2 separate regions of the Sus scrofa genome follow, and region 1 is linked to region 2. A link is a contact called in public promoter capture Hi-C data. All regions are on one chromosome and are shown on one strand. The core of a region is the stretch at or near the end of the contact, and the rest is flanking DNA. Distances in the headings are between cores, read along the strand shown.

Region 1 (7,429 bases), core at 2,456-4,955, 220 kb after region 2:
TTTTTTTATGTTAGTTAGTACATTATAAATCTGCCCCATTCCTTTTTTTTTTTTTTTCTTTTTCAGGGCCACACCCTCGGCATATGGAGGTTCTCAGGCTAGGGATAGAATCACAGCTACAGCTGCCGGCCTACACCACAGCCACAGTAACACCAGATCCGAGCCTTGTCTGTGACCTACACCACAGCTCACGGCAACGCTGGATCCTTAACCCACTGAGCAAGGCCAGGGATTTAACCTGCAACCTAATGGTTCCTAGTCAGATTTGTTTCTCCTGCACCATGATGGGAACTCCCCTTTTTTCTTTCTTTCTTTTTTTTAATGGCTGTACCCACAGTATATGAAAGTTCCCAAGCTAGGGGATAAAATCTGAGCTGCAGCTGCAAACTATGGCAGAGCTGTGGCAATACCAGATCCTTAACCCACTGTGCCAGGCCAGGAATCAAAATTGAGCCGCCACAAAGACAGCAGAGACAACACTGGGTCTTTAACCTGCTGTGCCACCCTGGGAACCTCTGCCCCATCCTTATTAATTTATCGTCAGCATTTTATTGTAATTACATGGATTTCCCTCAATTTGTGTGATTAATTCCTTTCTGCTGGACATTTAGTCCCTTTCTTTTCTTTCTTTCTTTCCTTCGCTATTGACCATAATGACCAATACTTCTATACATAGCTTTGTACTTACCCATTTTGCACTTCCGTAGGTATACCTAGAAATCCTGTAGGTATACCTAGGAGAGAAATTGTTGGTTAGAGGGTCTATGTAAATTACTGGATTAAAGGGTCTTCTTTTACAGTCTTAGAGTGCTAAGTTACCCTACCTAGTGGTCATACCAATGTGCTCTTACATGAGCAGTGAAATTGTCCTAGACTTGTGTTTGATACTCATTAATTGCCTGTCTCCTTTCTCTGACCATGAGAAGGATGGTGCCTTGTTCACCACTGTTCCCAGAGACTTGTACGCGGTAAACTGCCATAAATATTGGATGACCTAGGACTCCTCCTTGTAGATCATCCCCCAATTTTTGTTCTTCTAAGAATAGGGTCAGTTCGCCTATGATCCTTCAGTACACATAATGCTTGCTTTGTCTCTCTCCTCCCTGGACTGGGAATGATTTTTGCTTCATCCTTTTTTTTTTTTTTTCCCTAGTGGAATGACTGACACCTGAGTTGATGGAATGAATCAATGACTTTGCAGGCCATTCCTCACCTGAGAAACCAAAGGCAAGTTAAGAAGCAGATTAAGCTGAGGGGGCTCCAGGGGGAAGGAAGGGGGAGGGTCTCTGGGCTGAAAAGAGGGGAGATGGAGAAGCCTGGTAATTGTGTAGGGTTGTTCTGGCAGGAAGAACTCTCACAAGATGTCCCAGAGAAACAGCACTTCATCTCCCACCAGGACAGCATGACAGATGTCTGTCTCCACTGCCCTCTCTACCTTTAACCTAGGATTGTTTTCTCCATCAGGTGGGTAGCCATGGGTTTTCAAGAACCTGTGAAATGTTTGAGACCTGAATGACTGTTCAATGTTGGCTCCAAAATATGATAAGAAAACTACAAAAATATTTTATTAATTGTGTACAAATGTAACAATTTGTAGCAGTTTACCGGGTACAATTTACAGCAACTCAATTCAACTATATATAGTTATTTATAAATTTTATTGAATGTGGTCATTGCCACATCTTAGTATGTTTCACATAATGTAGAGGAGGCTTCCAAAATTGGAAACTTTAAAGTTCTAAAAAAGCCCTGTTTCTACCTCAGAGTTCTCTTGAAGGGAGAATCCCTGCTTTGTCAGTATTTTTATCCTCTTGAATTTTAAATTTCCTCATCTTTAAATAGGGATCCTCAAAAAGGATTCATCCAAGAATTACAGTAAGGACAAAACAAAATAATGTATTATTTTTAAAAATGGATCTATCACACAACATTGTAAATCAACTATACTTTCAATTTAAAAAAAAAAAATTTTAAGAAAAAGGAAAAAAAAGAACTGCCCTATCAGATGCAAAGTAGTATTAGCACTCAATTTTTTTCAGGTCAGCTCCTGGAGGGAGGGCTGAGGTTGTTTTGCTCATTTCAGCTTCCCAATCTATAGCAACTGGGTGCTCAACTCCCTGGGACACTATTCATGTTATATTTAACTGGAAAAGGCACCATTCACAGAAAAAGTAATGTGAATGGGGCACCCCTGAGTGCCATTCACAGAACATACAATATGAATGGTGCCTCCCGGAGATGTGCTTTGCCTACCTTGGTGCGAAGGGCCTAAGGCTCAGGAAACGTTTGCTGAACGGTGTGAATGAATAGAATCCAATTTTACTTTCGGTTCATTCCATCTCCCAAGATAAAAAGAAAAAGTTGGCCAGGGGTGGAGAGAGTGGACAGGAGGAAAGGCAGTCATTAATCTGCACCCACACTAATTATGCATCTAGCTATAAGGCGTCGGTGCTTCAATCAGACGGGTTGTGTGCTTGTGCTGGGGATAGAGTGGGGAGGAGGGGTGATACTAAAGCAAACGTCCTCCTATTCCCAAAGATCCTCCTCTTAATATTCCTTGAAATACTACACCTCCCTCTCCTACCTCAACGTCATCTGAATCACTCTGGTGATTTGACAGCCTTGGTTTGGCACACAAATTCTTACGCCGAATTACGTTATTCATTCACTTAAAAACAAACAAAAAAACCGCGTTCTTAGCGAGCGCCTACCCTGAGCCAAATTCTCTACTAGTACTGGTAGTAGAGTAGTAAAACAAGACAGCAGAGGTCCTCACTCTGCCAGGGAAAACAGACCACTGTATATCACCTTCCAGGTGTTATCACCCTCAGAAGTAGTCTTTATTTTGAGACTAGAAAAATCAGCAGGAGTGGGATTAAGAGTGATACAGACGGGGTAAAGCTAGGGAGCTTGAGAGACATGGCCCCTTGAAGTGGGTCAGAGGCAGAGTAGTGAGGGAGACCAGTAGGCAGGAGCCAGATCCTGCAGGGCTTGTGGAGTTACGATTTTATCCTGAGGTAAGTGAGAGCCTGGAAAGAATTTTAAGAAGGAAAAAGTGAAATGATCAAAATTGAATTTTTGAAATTGGAGCATGGGCTGGAGGGGGTTTAAGTAGAGGCAGGGAGATGTGTTAAAAAGCTACTACAGCTGCCTCGGTGACAGATGCTGATGACTTTATTTTTTTATTTTTATTTATTTTTTTATTTTTGTCTTTTTGCTATTTCTTGGGCCGCTCCCGCGGCATATGGAGGTTCCCAGGCTAGGGGTCGAATCGGAGCCGTAGCCACCGGCCTATGCTAGAGCCACAGCAACGCGGGATCCGAGCCGCGTCTGCAACCTACACCACAGCTCACGGGAACACCGGATCGTTAACCCACTGAGCAAGGGCAGGGATCGAACCCGCAACCTCATGGTTCCTAGTCGGATTCATTAACCACTGCGCCACGATGGGAACTCCCTGATGACTTTAAACAGGGTGGTGGTGACAGTGGAGAAGGAGAAAAGTGGACAGTTTCAGGTACATTAGGAAGTGGAAATCCGATAAGGCTGGGAACCGAAAAACAGCCCCAGTTCAAATTAAGAGACCCCGGAGAAAAAAGAACACGGATGTTGATAAAATACAACTTTATTTTGCTTCTTAACTCACCTGGCGTCTCCCTTCCCTAACCCTTTCGCACGTTTTATGCAGATAAGAATAAGACAGGAGGCGGGGCAGGCGCCCAGAAAAATCCGGGAACTTTTATTTAAACTAGGGTGGACGTCAGCGGAGAGTTTGCGAAAGAACACAAGGCACTTCCGGCTATCCCGGAAGTGAGAGAACTTAAGTTCCTCCGCCGGCGGAGGGCCAGGGTGAAGGGATGGCCTGGCGGACGGCGCGGCTGCTGCTGCTAGCCGGAGCAGCCGCACTAGCAAGCGGTTCACAGGGCGACCGAGAGCCGGTGTACCGTGACTGCTTGCTCCAGTGCGAGGAGCGGAACTGCTCCGGGGGCGCACTGAAGCACTTCCGCTCCCACCAGCCAATCTACATGAGTCTAGCAGGTAAGCCCCACCCCGCGGTAGACCCCGCCCATTTATCTTGGCCCCGCCCCTTCGCCCCCAGTTGCTACCCCTGCAGTGTGTGTTTTCGTTCCTCCCCTGAATCCATTATGAACATAAGATGAGTGGAAGCTCTGGTGATCCTCATCAGCCAGGAGCTTCATTTACTTTTTCTTACTTAGTCAAATGGGCATTTACCACCTCCTGGGTACAAATCCCTGGAATGACACTGAAATCAGACCAGGGTCCAGCCCTTAGGGACTTTGAGTCCCTACCTGGGACTTCAGCCTTCTCAAATACAAGGAAGAGGACAATTTATTTTTATTTATTTATTTATTTATTTATTTTTAGGGACGCACTTGCAGCATTTGGAAATTACCAGGCTAGGGTTGACTTGGAGCTGCAGCTGCCGGCCTATACCACAGCCACGGCAATGCCGGATCTGAACAGTGTTTGCAGTCTACATCACAGCTCATCACAGCAGGATTCTTAACACACTGAGCGAGGCAGGGATCTAACCCACGTCCTCATGGATACTAGTCTGGATGAGTAGTGAGCCAGGATGGTAATTCCTGCAGAGGACGATTTGAGCCCTAAGCGATTAAGCAGTAGGAGCATGTAGGGGAGGGAGGAATCATTTCTGGCTTTGAAAATGTGGGGGCAGTGATTGTTTTGGAACATTCTGTAAAGGAAGGGCTTCCAGATGGATACATTAAATTTAGATCTGTGGCCATAGTGGGCACTTATTCAGTTAATTTTCACAACAAACCTTTGAGGTCGATTCTCTTAACCTGATTTTTATAGATGGGAGACTCAGAGAGGTTTAGTGCCCCGCCCAAAGTCACACAGCTAGTAAGTGGTAAAGCAGAGTTTTCTGTTCTGGCTTGTTTGACTACAAGTGTGTTCTCTTTACTATCCGCTTTGCATGCCAGACAGAGGAAACAGAGAGTGGAGGCCCTGGGCAGATATGGGCACATCCAGCAGCTTGGTTTACTCAGGGAGCAAGGTGCATGAAAAGGAGCAGTGGGAAATAAAGTTAGAAAGGCAACATGGGGCTTCAAAAGTCAGACTGAAGAATTTGGGCTTTATTTCATAGGTAGGGCATAAGATGGCAAGGGTTCCTCCCTGGTGAATGAGAGCAAATCTTATGTTCAGGAAGGACAAATGTAAACCTGGAGTTCCCACCGTGACTCAGCAGGTTAAGACTCTAACTAGTATCCATGAGGATGCGTGTTCAATCCCTGGCCATGCTCAGTGGGTTAAGGATCTGGTATTGCCATGAGCTGTGGTGTAGGTTGCAGACTGGGCTTGGATCTGGCATTGCTGTGGCTGTGGTGTAGGCTGGCAGCTGCAGCTTAGATTCAGATCCTACCCTGGGAACTTCCATATGCTGCAGGTGCTGCCATAAAAAAGCAAAAAAAAAAAAAAAAAAAAAAAAAAAAAGGAAGGACAAGAATAAACGAAGGTGTTCACAGATGAGTCCATCTGATGCCAAAATCTCCATCTTGGGTGAAAGGCAAAGAGAAGAAACATCTCTATTTGCTCACCGTCCATTCCCGCTCCTAAAACACAGGCACACACACAAATCTTTCTCTTATGTGTGTGTTACACCATCTCTCATCCATTCCAAGCAGGCAGCTAGAATCTTCAGACTTCTCTCCAACCTGCAGAACCTCTTGCCTGTGTTTCATCTTGGGCCCCATTCCAGCTCTTTCTGCGCCTCCCCATGGTGGGGTAGTTCACTAGGTACTTTTATCTGTTTCAGGCTGGACTTGTCGGGACGACTGTAAGTATGAGTGTATGTGGGTCACCGTTGGCCTCTACCTCCAGGAAGGTCACAAAGTGCCTCAGTTCCATGGCAAGGTGAGTTACAGGGTCACTTGGTATATGGTGGGAGTGTGCTGGGAGTAAGATGCCTCCAGTTGGACCACACTAAGAAGGCCAAGGTGTGGGGGTGATGAGTGTGTGGGGCAGGTACCTGCTCTCCTCAAAATATGCTGGTTTTCAGAGCTCCCGTCGTGGCTCAGTGGTTAACGAATCCGACTAGGAACCAGGAGGTTGCAGGTTCAATCCCTGGTCTCACTCACTGGGTTGAGGATCTGGCGTTGCCGTGAGCTGTGGTGTAGGTCACAGATGCAGCTTGGATCTGGCATTGCCGTGGCTCTGGCCCTAACCCTAACCCTAACCCTAACCCTAACCCTAACCCCTAATTAGACCCCTAGCCTGGGAGCCTCCATGTGCCACGGGAGCGGCCCTAGAAAAGGCAAAAAGACCCCAAAAAATAAAAATAAAATATGCTGGTTTTCATGTCATCAGATGGGACCAATGTGTCCTGCCTCTGGATTTGGGGTAACAAGATCTGGGAGGCTTTGGAGTCTCCTCAGTGAGTGGTGCTGGCTTCTTAGGATGTTTGAGATACCCACCTCGCTACAAGGATAAATTCCCTGACACACACAACTGTCTCCACGGCACACTCTCTGTTGCTTACTCAGTAGCAGACTGGATTAAAATAATAATATCCAGAGTCCCCGTTGTGGCTCAGTGGTTAGCAACCCGACTAGCATCCATGAGGACGCGGGTTTGATCCCTGGCCTCACTCAGCGGGTTAAGGATCAGGCATTGCCATGAGCTGCGGTGTAGGTCACAGACATGGCTTGGATCCCATATTGCTCTGTCTGTGACATAGGCCAGCGGCTATAGCTCCGATTGGACCCCTTAGCCTGGGAACCTCCATATGCCGTGGGTGCAGCCCTAAAAAGACAAAAAGCCCAAATAATAATAATAATAATAATACCCTTTCAGGGAGTTTCCTGGTGGTCCAGCAGCTTAAGGATCCAACGTTGTCACTACTGTGGCTTAGGTCACTGCTGTGGCATGTGGCCAAAAAAATAATAGTAGTATCCCTTTAGATTGCCCTGCAAGGCACAGCTTGTTAATATCTTTTTTCCGTTTCTTTTTTTTTTTTTTTTTCCTTTCTGCTTTTCAGGGATGCACCTGTGGCATATGAAAATTCCCAGGTTAGGGGTCAAATAAATCACAGCAATGCCAGATCATTAACCCACTGAACAAGGCCAGGGATCGAACCCATGTCTTCATGGATACTAGTCGGGTTTGTTACCTCTAAACCGCAACGGGAACTCTGCTGATGCCTTTTGACCATACGATCTTGTTCTAGACCGTCGAGGTTGGCAAGAATTATTCTCCCCAGTTTGTCACAGAGTAAGCTGAGGCTCGGAGGCTGTGGTCAGTGGTAAAGGAGAGATTGTAAGGCCTGTCTTCTGGATGGCAGGTCTACACTGGCCCACCCGGTCTTTCCAGCACTGTGTGTGCTGGCCAGGATAGAGGGATGACCCTTGGCCAGGAACTGGAGGGGAGCTCGTTGACCTGAAGAGGG
Region 2 (6,592 bases), core at 295-2,794:
GGTGTGGCCCTAAAAAGACCAAAAAAAAAAAAAAAAAAAAAAAGGCTGAAGGATGTTTGGTGAAGATGTAGTAATTATGAGGGCAGAGAGCTAGAGAAGAAAGATGATGACAGAGACTCAGGCTAAATTAAGCAGAAAGTGATCCACTATTTACCATGAATGTAGTGTGTGAGTCATTTACTCTGTTCATTCCCATTGTGAAAAAACAAACAAACAAACAAACAAACAAAAAAAACTGACCTGATAACAAAAGCTGTTAATAGCGCACAGCACATCCAGCAATCTTTCTGTTAGACTATGTGTTTGTCGGCCCTTGTTTGTGAGGTGGATCCAGTCTGGGTTACTGAACTTCACAGAGAGTAAGGAAACTGGCAAAGAGCAGAGCCCTGATCAACTTCAGAGAGGCTGGAAGAATCCCAGAGAAAAGGTGAAGGAGTTAAGCAGGCTCACTTCGGGGAGGGGGGAAAGACTTTTTTTTTTTTTTTTTTTGGTCTTTTCTAGGGCCACTCCCTGGGCATATGGAGGTTCCCAGGCTCAGGGTATAATAGGAGCCGTAGCCGCCCGGCCTACATCAGAACCACAGCAACGTGGGATCCAAGCCGTGTCTGCGGCCTACACCACAGCTCACCACAATGCCGGATCCTTAACCCACTGAGCGAGGCCAGGGATCGAACCCATGTCCTCGTGGATACTAGTTGGGTTTGTTGCCGCTGAGCCACAACAGGAACTCTGTTGAGATACATTCTTTTGAATTTGCACAACCTCAGAGGTAGGTTTACACAGGTGTGGAATCAGAGATTAAGAGATGTTATTGGCCTAGGGTTATGCAGGTGGTGAGGAGTGCCTGATAAGTCTACCTGGTAAATCTGTGCCAGGAGAAACCTGTGCTTTAGCCTTTAGAGCCTGCAGATGTGAAAACTACAGACTAGAGACCCTCCCACCCCAAACCACACAGCTGACTTGGGACTGGGACTCAGGGTTGTAGTTATTCAGCAGGGAGTCTTCCCAAGTCACATGTCCTCTTCCCACATCTAATGTGGTGAAGCCCAGGATGTGGCCGGTCCCAGGCCAGCCCGGGTCAGAGGCAACTGAGCAGGAGACAGTCTGCCCACAGACTGCGTTCTCTACCCGCCAGACTCTTATCCTAAAAAACATCGTGAAAAAACCCGCTTCCAGGAGGGCCCAGCAAGGCAAACAGCTAGGCTAGTCGTTTGACGGAGGGCCAGGGCAGAGGCAGAGAGGTGGAATTGAAAATATCTGACTTGGGGTCAGAATTTCTGGGTTCGGGTCCAGCTTGGGGGCGAGCAGGGACCTATGGCAAGTTACTTAAAACTCCAAGTTTCTTCATCTGCAAAACCCGGCAAGAGTGATTTCCACAGGAGCGCGGATGCCAAGGCAGGAATTGTTATGCGCCAAGGCGATACCATCTGAACTTTGTGACGCGCACGTACTATTAAAAACCTCCGTGCGGCCCCAGCGGCCTGGGCTGGAGCAGGGGAGAAAAACTACAACTCCCAGGAGGCGTCGGGCGGGCAGGCGCTGAGCGGTGACGTAATGGGGGCCGGCGCCGGGCGCTGATTCGGCCCGAGCTGCCAGCGGGGTGGCTGCCGCCGCGGGTTATTACAGCTGCTGGAGCAGCAGCGGCCCCCGCCCCCGGGCACCCCTCCCGGGCCCTCGACGTCCGGCCCCGCACGGTGAGTCCGGAGGAGCGGCCTCCAAGTGGCTTAACCGGGAGCCTCCGGGGGCTAGCAGGCGGGACGGGAAAGAAGGTGGGGGCTGTTAAGGAGGCGTCTGGGACTGGAGGGGTCCCGGACTGGCTGAGCGGAGGTTGAGGGGGTGCATCAGCCGAGAAGGGTGCATCACTCGAAGGGATGGGGAAAAGGGCAAGTGGGGACTGGAGGCCGGGGATGGAGCGTCGAGGAGGAGCGCTCGGGCTGGGGGTGGGGGGCGGGGAGCAGCTGGGCTTTGGGGATAAAGGTTTGGCAGCTTCCAGGGCTGGGTGAACGCGGGGGGTGGGGCTCCAGGCCGGGCCAGGCTCCGAGTGAGAGGTCCCAGGCTGGGGAACGGAGCGGAGGCCCCCCATTTCGGCTTGCAGTCTCACTCAGAAAAACCCCAACAATAGTAAGGACTCCGCCTCCTCGCTTCGCCCTCTCCCCTTGCTAGTTAGGGGTTCGCTGCTGTACTCGACATCTTTCCGTTCCCACTGCCCCCCAGAGTCCCGGAGGCAGGGCCAGAGCTGAGAGGTAAGCGAGCGACGGTAGCCCTCCGGGTTAGGGGGTGGGCAGAATGAGAATGGCATTCTGGCGTGCTGCCAGGGACTCCCCGCTGGGGTCCAGGTTGCAGGCTTGGATGCTTTGTGCTCCTCACCCAGAGAAAGATTTGCTGCCCTGACTTGGGGGAGAGACTCGAAAGTGCTCACCTGGCTGCTGGCACTGTGGCCTTGGCTTAGGTGTCTGACAGGCTGGGCAGGGATATTTGTGTTCAGAGCAAGAGGGGAAGAGAGGGAAGGAGTAGGAAAGAACTACCAGCGAGAAAGTGGTTAACAGAACAGAGTTGCTGCAGGCTCTGGTTTGAGGCAGGTTATGAAACCACATCAGGGACTGACGCGAACAGCCACCTGCCAGCTATGGCAGTAGAACTTTTCAGCCTCAGCTGCTGTATGTACACTTTTCTGTCTTTGCCAGCTTCTCCCCACTTCTCCCGTCTGGGCTGGGGGAAGTTGGTTATTTCACTAATGGAAGTGATATGTAGCCTTAGTCACACAGAAGCCTCAAGAGTGCTTCTTGCTGCCTGTCATTTTCTTAGTTTATTGACCTCATCTGTCTGTTGGGGGTGGGGGGGGGCGTCTCCTGGGGTATTCTGCTTTCAGGGCATCTAGTGTTTCAGGCTGCAGAAAGAAGCTTCCCTGGGAATCGGTTAAGTCATAGGTCTGAGTCCTTCCTAGAGTCATCAGGCTTTGTTGGATGCCCTGTTACAGCCAGGAAGGAGTATGGGATGATCTGGGACTCAGCAAGGCTCTTGGCGCTCCTGGGCAAAATACCAGGGAGGGCTAGAGGTCTTGCTCGCTACTTTAACAGCCTTGTAGGTCAAGGTTAGGGAGAAGTGGGGGAGGGCAGCGGTTTCTGGTCAGACTCAGGGAACTCTTTCTCTCTCCTTAGTCAGTAGTTAAGTCCTCAGAGCCCTTACTTCTTAGCGAGTTTCCCCCTCTTCCCCCCCCCAACATTCCACCTGGTGGAAGCATTTGCATGGTAGGTGTCCCAAGAGCTGTGTTAGGGTAACTGAAGCCCTAAGCCCTGGGGAGGTAAACAACCGAGCCAGTCCTGGTTTTCTAGTTCCTTGGGTTTCTGTGAGGCCCAATTATCCAGCTTAATGGGTTGAGCTGATGGGCCGCAGGAGCATCACTGCTGCTAGGGTGTGTCCTAGCTGTCGTTTGTCTGTTTGTATGCTGGCAAGGTGTGTTGTGGGTCATGTTTCCCCTGGGGTCTCTAAGTTTGGAGCCGCCTAAGAAGAGAACATCGTTCCCATTATCCCGGAAGTAGGGAACCGATCCTTGAGAATTCCAGCTCCCATGCAGGCTCTTTGATCCCAGCCAGAGATTGAGGGCAGCTGAGCCTGCGGGTGGGTCTGTTGGTTGCAGCAGGGTGAGGGGGGTGGCCTTCTGGGTGCTTCCAGGATCCCCCCATCTGTATCCCCAGGAAAGATGAGGCTGTTACCATGGCAGTGACCTTAGGGTCTTTATCAGGTAGGATCTTCCCTCAGCTAGGGAGGTGAGCCAGTACAAACGTGCCACCTGTTCAAACCTCCTGCTGGTCACAGGGATCCGGGGACAGCTGAGCTCTGGACAAGGGGCTGCTCGTTCCCCTTCTTACCTGCATCCAGGAATGCAGCTGGGCTGCATTGTTTCCTGGGCATCAGGGGCAGCCCTCCTGATTCCTCCTGCTGCAGGGCTTCTGCCCTTGGAGCTGGGCAGGGGAAGGCATGGTGCTAACTCACACCTGGAAACAGGTGCTGGGCAAGGAGGCCAAGGCGAGGACGGGTGGGCAGTGAGGAAAGGGGGTAGGAGCGAGGCCACAGGTGTGGTTTTGTGTCCCTGGGAGAGCTGTGTTGACGTGGGCCCCAGCCACCCGTGGGAGCTGGAGCCATTGGCCGCGTTCTCCCTCCTTGCGTCTCCTCTGGTGGAGAAAAGCGCCCTGCTGGTGTGGCAGCCAAGTGGGTGTCATCACGAGGGTTAGCTGAGTGGCTGCCAAATGGGTAAAACATCTGGACGGGTTGTTTTCATATGACCAAGAAGACGGCTTCCAGGTCTAGGCAAAGGTTGTCTCTAGTCTGTTTTCTCTTTTTCTCTTTCTTTCTACCCACCAGTCCTGCTGGGTCATGACGGGGGGAGACCCAGGATAGGAGCGTTAGGGAAGATGGGCAGAAGTCGTGATCCCCAAATATTTCATCTATCACTCCCTGCTCTCCCCTCCTTTGATTCCTGCTCATGGGGAGGCTGGGGGCCTCAGAGGTGGCAGTGTCCCACATTGGACCCTCCGCGGCGAGATGGGTCCAGCAGGGGACATGCTGAGTGATTCTCAGGGGACAGGCCTCCTCTCTGGTCCCTTGGGCTTTGTGGGAAGAGGGCCCGCTGGAGGATGAGGTTGTGGGATGGGCAGTGGCTTCCCCGCGCTGGGGCTGGATGCTTTCGGATGATCTGGCCACCCAGGCAGTCCCAGTCCCTGGAAAGGCACCGTCCTGATTGGATGATGTGTGGAGCAGCCTGTGTTTATCTCAACCCGGCAGTGGGACCTGAATAGAGTTACGTCTACTTGCTTGAGAATCAAAACAGTAGACGTGCTCAGAGTTTGTGGGGAGGGTAGAGCCTCTCTCCCCGCAGGATCCGAGGGCATGAGGGGGCAGGGAAAGTGGTATGACCTGTCTCACTTGTGCCGCTTGTGCCGCAGAAGAGCAGCAGGAGAGGGGCGGCAGGATGAATGTGGGAACGGCGCACAGCGAGGTGAACCCCAACACGCGGGTGATGAACAGCCGCGGCATCTGGCTGTCCTATGTGCTGGCCATCGGGCTCCTGCACGTCGTGCTGCTCAGCATCCCCTTTGTGAGCGTCCCCGTTGTCTGGACCCTCACCAACCTCATCCACAACATGGTGAGGGCCTGCCTTCGGGTGCCAAGGAGGGGGAGGAGCCCCCCAGACGGGGGCCACATGTCAGGGTGACAACATACCCATCACTAGACCCCAGACCCAGCTTTCTTGTCTCTGCCCCACTCCCCCTTATTGGAACTCAGATGTTGGGAGTTCCTGTGGTGGCTCAGCAGTAATGAACCCAACTAGTATCCATGAGGATGCAGGTTCGATCCCTGGCCCCACTCAGGGGGTTAAGGATCCAGCATTGCCGTGAGCTGTGGTGTAGGCCGGCAGCCGTAGCTCTGATTTGACCCCTGGCCTGGGAACCTCCATTTGCCACAGGTGTGGCCCTAAAAAAAAAAAAGATCTGCAGATGTGTCCACACCTCGAGGATGGGGTGGCTTGTGGGTCTGGAAGATGGGCCATTGAGAGCTGAACTAAGAGCCCCAAAGAGTCTGCAGGCCCCAGGTGCCTAGCCCGGGGCACAAGTACCCCTTTCCCAAGCTCGGATCTCACAGCGTCTTTCCCTCTTGCCCCTCTTTGCTCCCTCACTGCCTGCTCGCTTCCTGGTGCTCTTGGTGGGCAAGCAGGGCACCAGTTCCTTCCTGTCAGCCTGCCCCCTCCCAGCTGGCCCAGGGAGGCTGGCCCTGGGCTGGAGGGGTGGCACCGCCATGCTGGTTGTGTGCCTGCCTCCTCCCCGTGAGTTCTCCTCATGCCAGGCCTGCCCTCTACCTGGTGGGTCCCCTTATTCTCCACCCAGGCTCCTGGCTGCTCCAGCCTGACCTGCGGCCTGACCTGCCCAGCAAAGGGGGCTCTAGATCCCCTGGAGCCTACGTGTGTGGCTCGGGGGGCGGAGCGGAGCTGGAGGGCCTTTGGCCTCTTGTGTCCTCTGACAATACCCTTCGCTCCAGGGCATGTACATCTTCCTGCACACGGTGAAGGGGACACCCTTTGAGACCCCGGACCAGGGCAAGGCAAGGCTGCTGACCCACTGGGAGCAGATGGACTATGGGGTCCAGTTCACGGCGTCTCGGAAATTCCTGACCATCACCCCCATCGTGCTGTGAGTGGCTTGGGTAGAGGAGGATGCCAGCAGGAAGGCCATGGCCTGGGGGACCCTGGGGCCCGCTAGGCTTAAGCCCTCGCCAGGAGCAGGAGGGCAGGGGGCAGGGGGGGAGCATCCCTGGGTCCTTTGCTGGGTACAGGCCTGTGCTTCCCTGGTCCTGGTTGGGGCTTCCTTTCCCCCAGTGCGCTGGGCCCACAGGCCTGGGGGAGAGCCAGGGGCCGAGTCAGCAGGGGCTTCTTTAGAGCCGGGGGAGGGGGGATCTGGCCACCCTGCATCTGTTCTGGGCGTCTTTTCCATACCTCCTCGGCTGTCAGGATTCTCTCCCCCTGCCCCCGCCAGGGAGTGCAGGAGAAGGGGGTCGTCCGGACAGTCTCACGTCTTTCCCTGCCCTTCCCCACCCAGGT

Evidence for each region. Promoter capture Hi-C pulls out the DNA fragments that hold promoters and counts their contacts.
Region 1: a contact with region 2 is called in a promoter capture Hi-C map of liver, with 3 times the contacts expected there. The contact joins the promoter of PGAP3 here to the promoter of ORMDL3 in region 2. A contact is called at or near these places in 1 of 5 promoter capture datasets (liver), 1 of 47 Hi-C or Micro-C datasets (liver) and 1 of 2 datasets of contacts at active chromatin or transcription factors (alveolar macrophages).

The regions. Positions count from the first base shown.
Region 1 is chr12:22,626,714-22,634,142 of Sscrofa11.1, forward strand. PGAP3 (post-GPI attachment to proteins factor 3) reads left to right here and starts at 3,706. Exons shown (of 7, transcript XM_013979725.2): 1 at 3,706-4,038; 2 at 5,801-5,898. The coding sequence starts at 3,858.
Region 2 is chr12:22,409,586-22,416,177 of Sscrofa11.1, forward strand. ORMDL3 (ORM1-like protein 3) reads left to right here and starts at 1,545. Exons shown (of 4, transcript XM_003131498.6): 1 at 1,545-1,694; 2 at 4,944-5,143; 3 at 6,034-6,185; 4 at 6,591-6,592. The coding sequence starts at 4,970.